2 separate regions of the Salvelinus alpinus genome follow, and region 2 is linked to region 1. The links are chromatin contacts, called in public Hi-C maps. All regions are on one chromosome and are shown on one strand. The core of a region is the stretch at or near the end of the contact, and the rest is flanking DNA. Distances in the headings are between cores, read along the strand shown. Region 1 holds the start of LOC139578835 (tetraspanin-5-like). Region 2 holds the start of LOC139578845 (ATP-dependent RNA helicase DHX15).

Evidence for each region. A called contact is a pair of places that touch in the nucleus more often than the background predicts.
Region 2: a Hi-C map of muscle shows a contact between it and region 1, with 5 times the contacts expected there. The contact joins the promoter of LOC139578845 here to the promoter of LOC139578835 in region 1. A contact is called at or near these places in 2 of 3 Hi-C or Micro-C datasets (muscle and red muscle).

What each region holds. Positions count from the first base shown.
Region 1 is chr6:51,765,141-51,768,518 of SLU_Salpinus.1, forward strand. LOC139578835 (tetraspanin-5-like) reads left to right here and starts at 1,640. Exons shown (of 11, transcript XR_011675627.1): 1 at 1,640-2,044.
Region 2 is chr6:52,006,026-52,009,403 of SLU_Salpinus.1, forward strand. LOC139578845 (ATP-dependent RNA helicase DHX15) reads left to right here and starts at 1,824. Exons shown (of 15, transcript XM_071406930.1): 1 at 1,824-1,876; 2 at 2,290-2,439.

The DNA.
Region 1 (3,378 bases), core at 390-2,889:
AGGCATATTCTTTAAATACTACAGGGGCTGTTATGAATTTCTAGAAATTAATGCTTAAAGTAGATTATTTTACATTTTGAGCCCCTGCCCACTGAAACGTCTGTGCACAGCCCTGCCCTGGAATACTTGTCCTCAATCAGGGCATCAGTTTACAGTTTTAGCAAGGATGGCACCCTTTGATAACAGTGCCCTCATCACAGTAGAAACCTCTTCCAAAGCCCAACTCGGTGCAACCCAGCAGAAGAATGCCAGGTGATATGGCTGCTGACTGTACTTATCAATAACATGTCTTTATTGGACTATGGGCATTTAAAAAAAAATAAAGGTACTCTTTATTTAACTTGGCAAGTCAATTAAGAACAAATTCTTGTTTACAATGACGGCCTACCCAGTCCAAACCCAGACGACACTGGGCCAATTGTGCACCGCCCATATCCAATCACGGCTGGATATGATACAGCCTGGATTCGAACCAGCTCTTGCACTGAGATGCAGTGCCTTAGACTGCTGCGCCACAAGTTTGCAGTTCCCCCCCATTCACACACACATCCCCTAAGAACATTTTGACAATTGTCCCGATTACATATTTCCTAAAGAATTAAACTAATTTAGTCAATTTGTCATCACAAGGAGTGCAACTTTGCCAGGCTGCTTTTTTTTATTTTACTAGGCAAGTCAGTTAAGACAGCCTGGGAACAGTGGGTTAACTGCCTTGTTCAGGGGCAGAACGACAGATTTTTACCTTGTAAGCTCTGAGATTCGATCTAGCAACCTTTCAGTTACCGGCCCAACGCTCTAACCATTAGGCAACCTTTGCAAGTCAAAACAAACTGCTGCTCTGTGGTATAGGCATGGACATTAAAACCAGGGTATAGGCACAGATAGAACAATGAGGCAGATATTTCAACGAATGTATAAATGTGAAGCATCCGCTTGGCGTTTCCACTCACTATTAAATTTGATGGCGAGAAGAAGCCCAGTGGCCGGCAGAGAGAGAAGATAGAACGAGATGGATTTTGGCCAACATTCTGCAAATGTTCTCATCGATTAAACATTTGATCTCAACACAGTTTTCTGTTCCCAAAACTTGAATCTGTTACGAACAGAGTGGACTAAGATTTGTAGACTTTACCCTTTGCCAGACATTTTTTTATAAATAAATAAATAAAAGGTTCAGAAAGGAGTGCTAGGGCGAATCGAGTTTTTGCGTTCTCTTACGGAAATATGCAAATACATGCTAGAACGCGCCAATATGATCTCGCTAGCTCGTGCTTGGCTCTGCCCGCCTCCTAATTGTTCTGCCAACTATGACTCATTTGTTCCCGTTGGAAACTACAGGCTGGGGTCTATCTTGGGTTAGTTATAAACATCTTTGTTAAAGGTCTATTGCTGCGTTCAAAACAACTGGGAACTCGGAAAAATATGAGGTCAAATCATGACGTCAGTGAACTTCAGGTCGGAAAATCAGAGCTCCAGAAAAAGGAATTCAGAGTTGGATGACTGTTCAAAACGATGTTTCCCAGTTGTTTTGAACTGTCGGAAGTCGTACATTTCTGAGTTCCATGTTCCGAGTTCCCAGTTGTTTTGCACGTGCCATGTATAGTCATGACAGGAAAGCTCTCATTGGTAGGCAGACACGTCCATCAAATAACAGCGGTGTCTAGATCATGGACCAGACAGAAGAAAGGTTTTAATCTGGTTGGGCTCATATACTGTAGGGTAAAAAATATATATATTGGATACGACATTCGATATTTGTTTTAAAGCAGATAGTTTGTGACCCTACGCATTTCAAAGAGGAAGCAAGATGTTGAACGTTATTACACGCTGAACAATTGTCGGAACATTTCTACTGGTTGAACCGTTAACTGCGGGTTTCTGAAACGATCTGTCGAACCCAAACCAGATTGGATGTGATTTAGCCCTATTCTGGTGGGCGACATTTGTAAATACGAGCCAAATGATGTCCGGAAAGTATTTCAAGGCTCATGAAGTCAGTTGCTGTATCAAATATTTCATATTTGGATTCAATATAATATTTTGGGTAAGTAAATCTGCTATATGACGTTTTCAGTGTCTCATGGCTTTATAGACTAGCCTACATCATATTGAAATGCTTTTCAACCTTGGCCTGCGTTTCACATATGGGGGAAAATGGGCAAGGAATTTGTATCATTAATGTTTTTTAAGTCTTACATCAACGGATGCAATAAATAAGATAATTAAACGAATTGAAATCTGAATGCAGTGCACATTAGGTTATTGGTCGACCATTATTAACATTGAATAGGTGCTTTATGAGGACACCAACATACGGGACACCAATAATAGCCGAATCGGTGGTAAATGCGCCAATGTTGAACTAAAATAGTAGAATTATGGTTTATTTTGATGAACGCGGGGTCCGGACCTAGATAAGCAGCTTCCCTCTTGCTGCTCGTTGTAATTCTAAGTATCCATTTGTGATTACGTCATAATGTCATTTTTTGTCATTAAATTTGTAGGCCTACAGCTCATGGCACTCCTTAAATGAAATGCAAGCTATAGCAGCTTACATCTGATAACATGTTCCCTCTATTGTTTCTATTTTATAACATCTTGGCATCACTGTGCATGACAATTATGTCAACATGCAGACTATTGAGAAAAATATCTACTTTATCTGATATTTAATCTTTATTTAACTAGGCAAGTCAGTTAAGAACAAATTATTATTTACAATGACCGCCTACCAAAAGGCCTCCTGCGGTGACGGGGCCTGGAATAAAAAAAATAATACAATATAAATATAGGACTAAACACACATCACAACAAGATAGAGCTAAGACAACAACATAGCAAGGCAGCAACACATGACAACACAGCATGGTAGCAACACAACATACAACAACATGGTAGCAGCACAAAACATGGTACAAACATTATTGGGCACAGACAACAGCACAAAGGGCAAAAAGGTACAGACAACAATACATCACACAAAGCAGTCACAACTGCCAGTAAGAGTGTCCAAGATTGAGTCTTTAAAAGAAGAGATTGAGATAAAACTATCCAGTTTGAGTGTTTGTTGCAGCTCGTTCCAGTCTCTAGCTGCAGCGAACTGAAAAGAGGAGAGACCCAGGGATGTGTGTGCTTTGGGGACCTTTAACAGAATGTGACTGGCTTAGAATGGGTGTTGTATGTGGAGGATGAGGGCTGCAGTAGATATCTCAGATAGGGGGGAGTGAGGCCTAAGAGGGTTTTATAAATAAGCATCAACCAGTGGGTCTTGCGACGGGTATACAGAGATGACCAGTTTACAGAGGAGTATAGAGTGCAGTAATGTGTCCTATAAGGAGCATTGGTGGCAAATCTGATGGCCGAATGGTAAAGAACATC
Region 2 (3,378 bases), core at 574-3,073, 240 kb after region 1:
AGCATGAGAGTGTGGAGCACGGTATAATGCATATTGAGAAACACCCAATGTGTCCCCATTGCTTATAGAGCTCGCCAGTTTGTTCTAAAATCCGGAAATGAAACCTCTGGTTTGTTCAGCCAGAGATTTGTGTATAATGAGGAGATGCCCAAACAATGGAAGTCAATGGGCTCGTTTTAGTGAGATAGCAACCGACCGTTGTCCCAAAGGCGGGAAAGGCAGGCAACAAGTTTAGGTCCAAAATAAATCAAGACAAACGTATTGGGCTTATTTTGAACAGATTTTGGGGAGATGTAATCTCTCGCTTCGCCTCTTCCTCTCTGCATCACCCCTTCCGGTAGGGCAGTGGTTCCCAAACTTTTTATAGTCCCGTACCCCTTCAAACATTCAACCTTCAGCTACGTACCCCCTCTAGCACCACGGTCAGCACACTCTCAAATGTTGTTTTTTGCCATCATTGTAAGCCTGCCACACACACACTATACGATACATTTATTAAACATAAGAATGAGTGTAAGTTTTTGTCACAACCCAGCTCGTGGGAAGTGACAAAGAGCTCTTATAGGACCAGGGCACAAATAATAATATAATAATAATCAATAATTTTGCTCCTTATTTAACCATCTTACATATAAAACCTTATTTGTTCATTGAAAATTGTGAATAACTCATCACAGGTTAATGAGAAGGGTGAGCTTGAAAGGATGCACATAACTCTGCAATGTTGGGTTGTATTGGAGAGTCTCAGTCTTAAATAATTTTTCCACACACAGTCTCTGCCTGTATTTATTTTTCATGCTAGTGAGGGCCGAGAATCCACTCTCACATAGGTACATGGTTGCAAAGGGTCTTAACAGCTGGAGTTGCCAAGGCAAGATACTCTGAGTGCAGCCCAATCCAGAAATCTGGCAGTGGCTTCTGATTAAATTCATTTTTCACAGAACCGCTTGTTGCAATTTCGATGAGGCTCTCTTGTTCAGATATCGGTAAGTGGACTGGAGGCAGGGCATGAAAGGGATAACGAATCCAGTTGTTTGTGTCATCCGTTTCAGGAAAGTACCTGCATAATTGCTCACCCAACTCACTCAGGTGCTTCACTATATCACATTTGACATTGTCCGTAAGCTTGAATTAATTTGCACACAAAAAAATCATACAATGATGGAAAGACCTGTGTGTTGTTCTTGTTAATGCAGACAGAGAAGAGCTCTAACTTCTTAATCATAGCCGGAATTTTGTCCCGTACATTGAATATAGTTGCGGAGAGTCCCTGTAATCCTAGATTCAGATCATTCAGGAAAGAAAAAACATCACCCAGATAGACCAGTTGTGTGGGAAATTCGTCATCATACAAGTGGTCAGACAAGTGAAAATGATGGTCAGGAAAGAAAACTTTAAGCTCCTCTCAATTAAAAAATGTGTCAATACTTTGACCCTTGATAACCAGCTCTCTTCTGTATGTTGTAAAAGCGTCACATGGTCACTGCTCATATCATTGCATAGTGCAGAAAATACACGAAAGTTCAGGGGCTTTGCTTTAACAAAGTTAAAGTGTATTTGTATTTTTCTAATAGGCCTTAATGTGATCTACAATTTCTTGTCACATAGAATATTGAATATCCTGAAAACAAGTAGCCTAGTCCTAGAGACAGAATGTAAAACCTGCGGATCTTACGATAATGTAGCCCATTTTCTCAGTGCACGCTACCAAATCACTGTTGTCAACTCCTCAGTAAGGAAAGTAGCTATTGGCTGTCCTAAAAGTCGCTATAAGTAGCTAAATGACGTCATCGCCTAATTTGCATAATTGGCAATGTGCATGTAATTGTGATGGATTCTGTAGGAGAAAGGAATAACGTCGTGGGAGAGACAAAAAGTGAGTAAAAAAACACCCTAAATATGTTTAGAACTACAAATGAACTTTCTTCTGTCAATTCTTGTTTTTTTTATGTCACAATTCCAACCCTCCTGCTTTATCCGGGCTTGGGACCAGCAAAAGTGACTCTAAAGAGACACTGGCGGAGTTACTTAGTTTTTAATAAAAAAAAATATTTTTTTAGTTTAGTTTTCTTAATTTGGTTTGGTTTTTAACCTTATGGTCCACTTAGGAGCCCACAGTAAAACATTAACATTTTTAACCATAACATTTTTTTGTATACAATCTACATTAACAATCTAAAAATGAACTAAAGAGACAATAGAAAAAAACTGTCAATGGCAATGTGAGAAAATTATGGTAACTAGTCTGGCCCTAATTCAGGTTAATTTTTTTTTTTTTATGTAAACCAGGGCCGCATCATCCAGCGGCGGCTTCCCGCATGCGATTCATTTGCAGTCTAGACGAGGAGTGATGAACATGCTCTGACTGCAACTGGGAGGGACTGCTGCGCGAGGACTGGGCGTGGGGCCCGGCCCACCGCAGCACGCTCGTTGAGAAGAGTAAGAACGATACGTGCTTTCACGTCAGAGTCTCCAAAAGTCTCCAATAACACCAGAAAAAGTCGCTAGATTTGTCGCTAGTCGCTTTTTTGAAAATGTGTCGCTAGAGGGGTCTGAATACTTGCTAAATATAGCGACTAGTCGCTAAGTTGGCAACACTGTAAATAGAAAGACACCAAGTATACTGATAACTTCCGCTATTCAACTGTGCTGAAACATTAATGAGTCTGACCGTGTAACAACTGTTATGGCGCAATGATACAGAGGATGGCAGCAGTGAGCAACACATTTGTTACTGTTTTACCGAAGATGTTTTATAACTAAACCAAGATAGACAATCGCCCCTCGTTTCCAATGGGGAACAATTTACCAATAGTGGGCAGATTCAAGCACGAGTTAGCGAGATCCTATTGGCGTGTTCTAGCATGATCTGCATATTTGCGTTAGGGGACGCCTATTCTGTGAAGTGCGCGTGTGCAAGAACTCAATTCGCCTTTGCGCACCTTCTAAACAACACGATTTTTAAAAACGTTTGCATAGGACAAGGTCTACAATACTTAGTCCACTATGTTCATAACATATTCTAGTTTTTTGAACAGACAACTGTATTGAGATCAAATGTTTAATCGATAAGAAAATTTGCAGAATGTCTGCCAAAATCCATCTCCTCCCACTGCCCACTAGTGAGTGGAAACGCCAAGCGGATGCTTCACATTTATAATCCAGTGAAACACCTGTCTCATTGTTCTTGTCCGTGGTTTTACCCTTTTCAGGAGCACAACCAGTGAGCTAAAACAAACTGCTTCCGGGTTACCCGAATTTGCTTCCTCGCGCGGAACACTGTACCTAGCCGGTTGTAAGGAAACTAGCTAAATATACGCTGTTATTTTAAATCTGTGTTTGTTCATCATGTCTAAAAGACACCGTTTAGATTTAGGT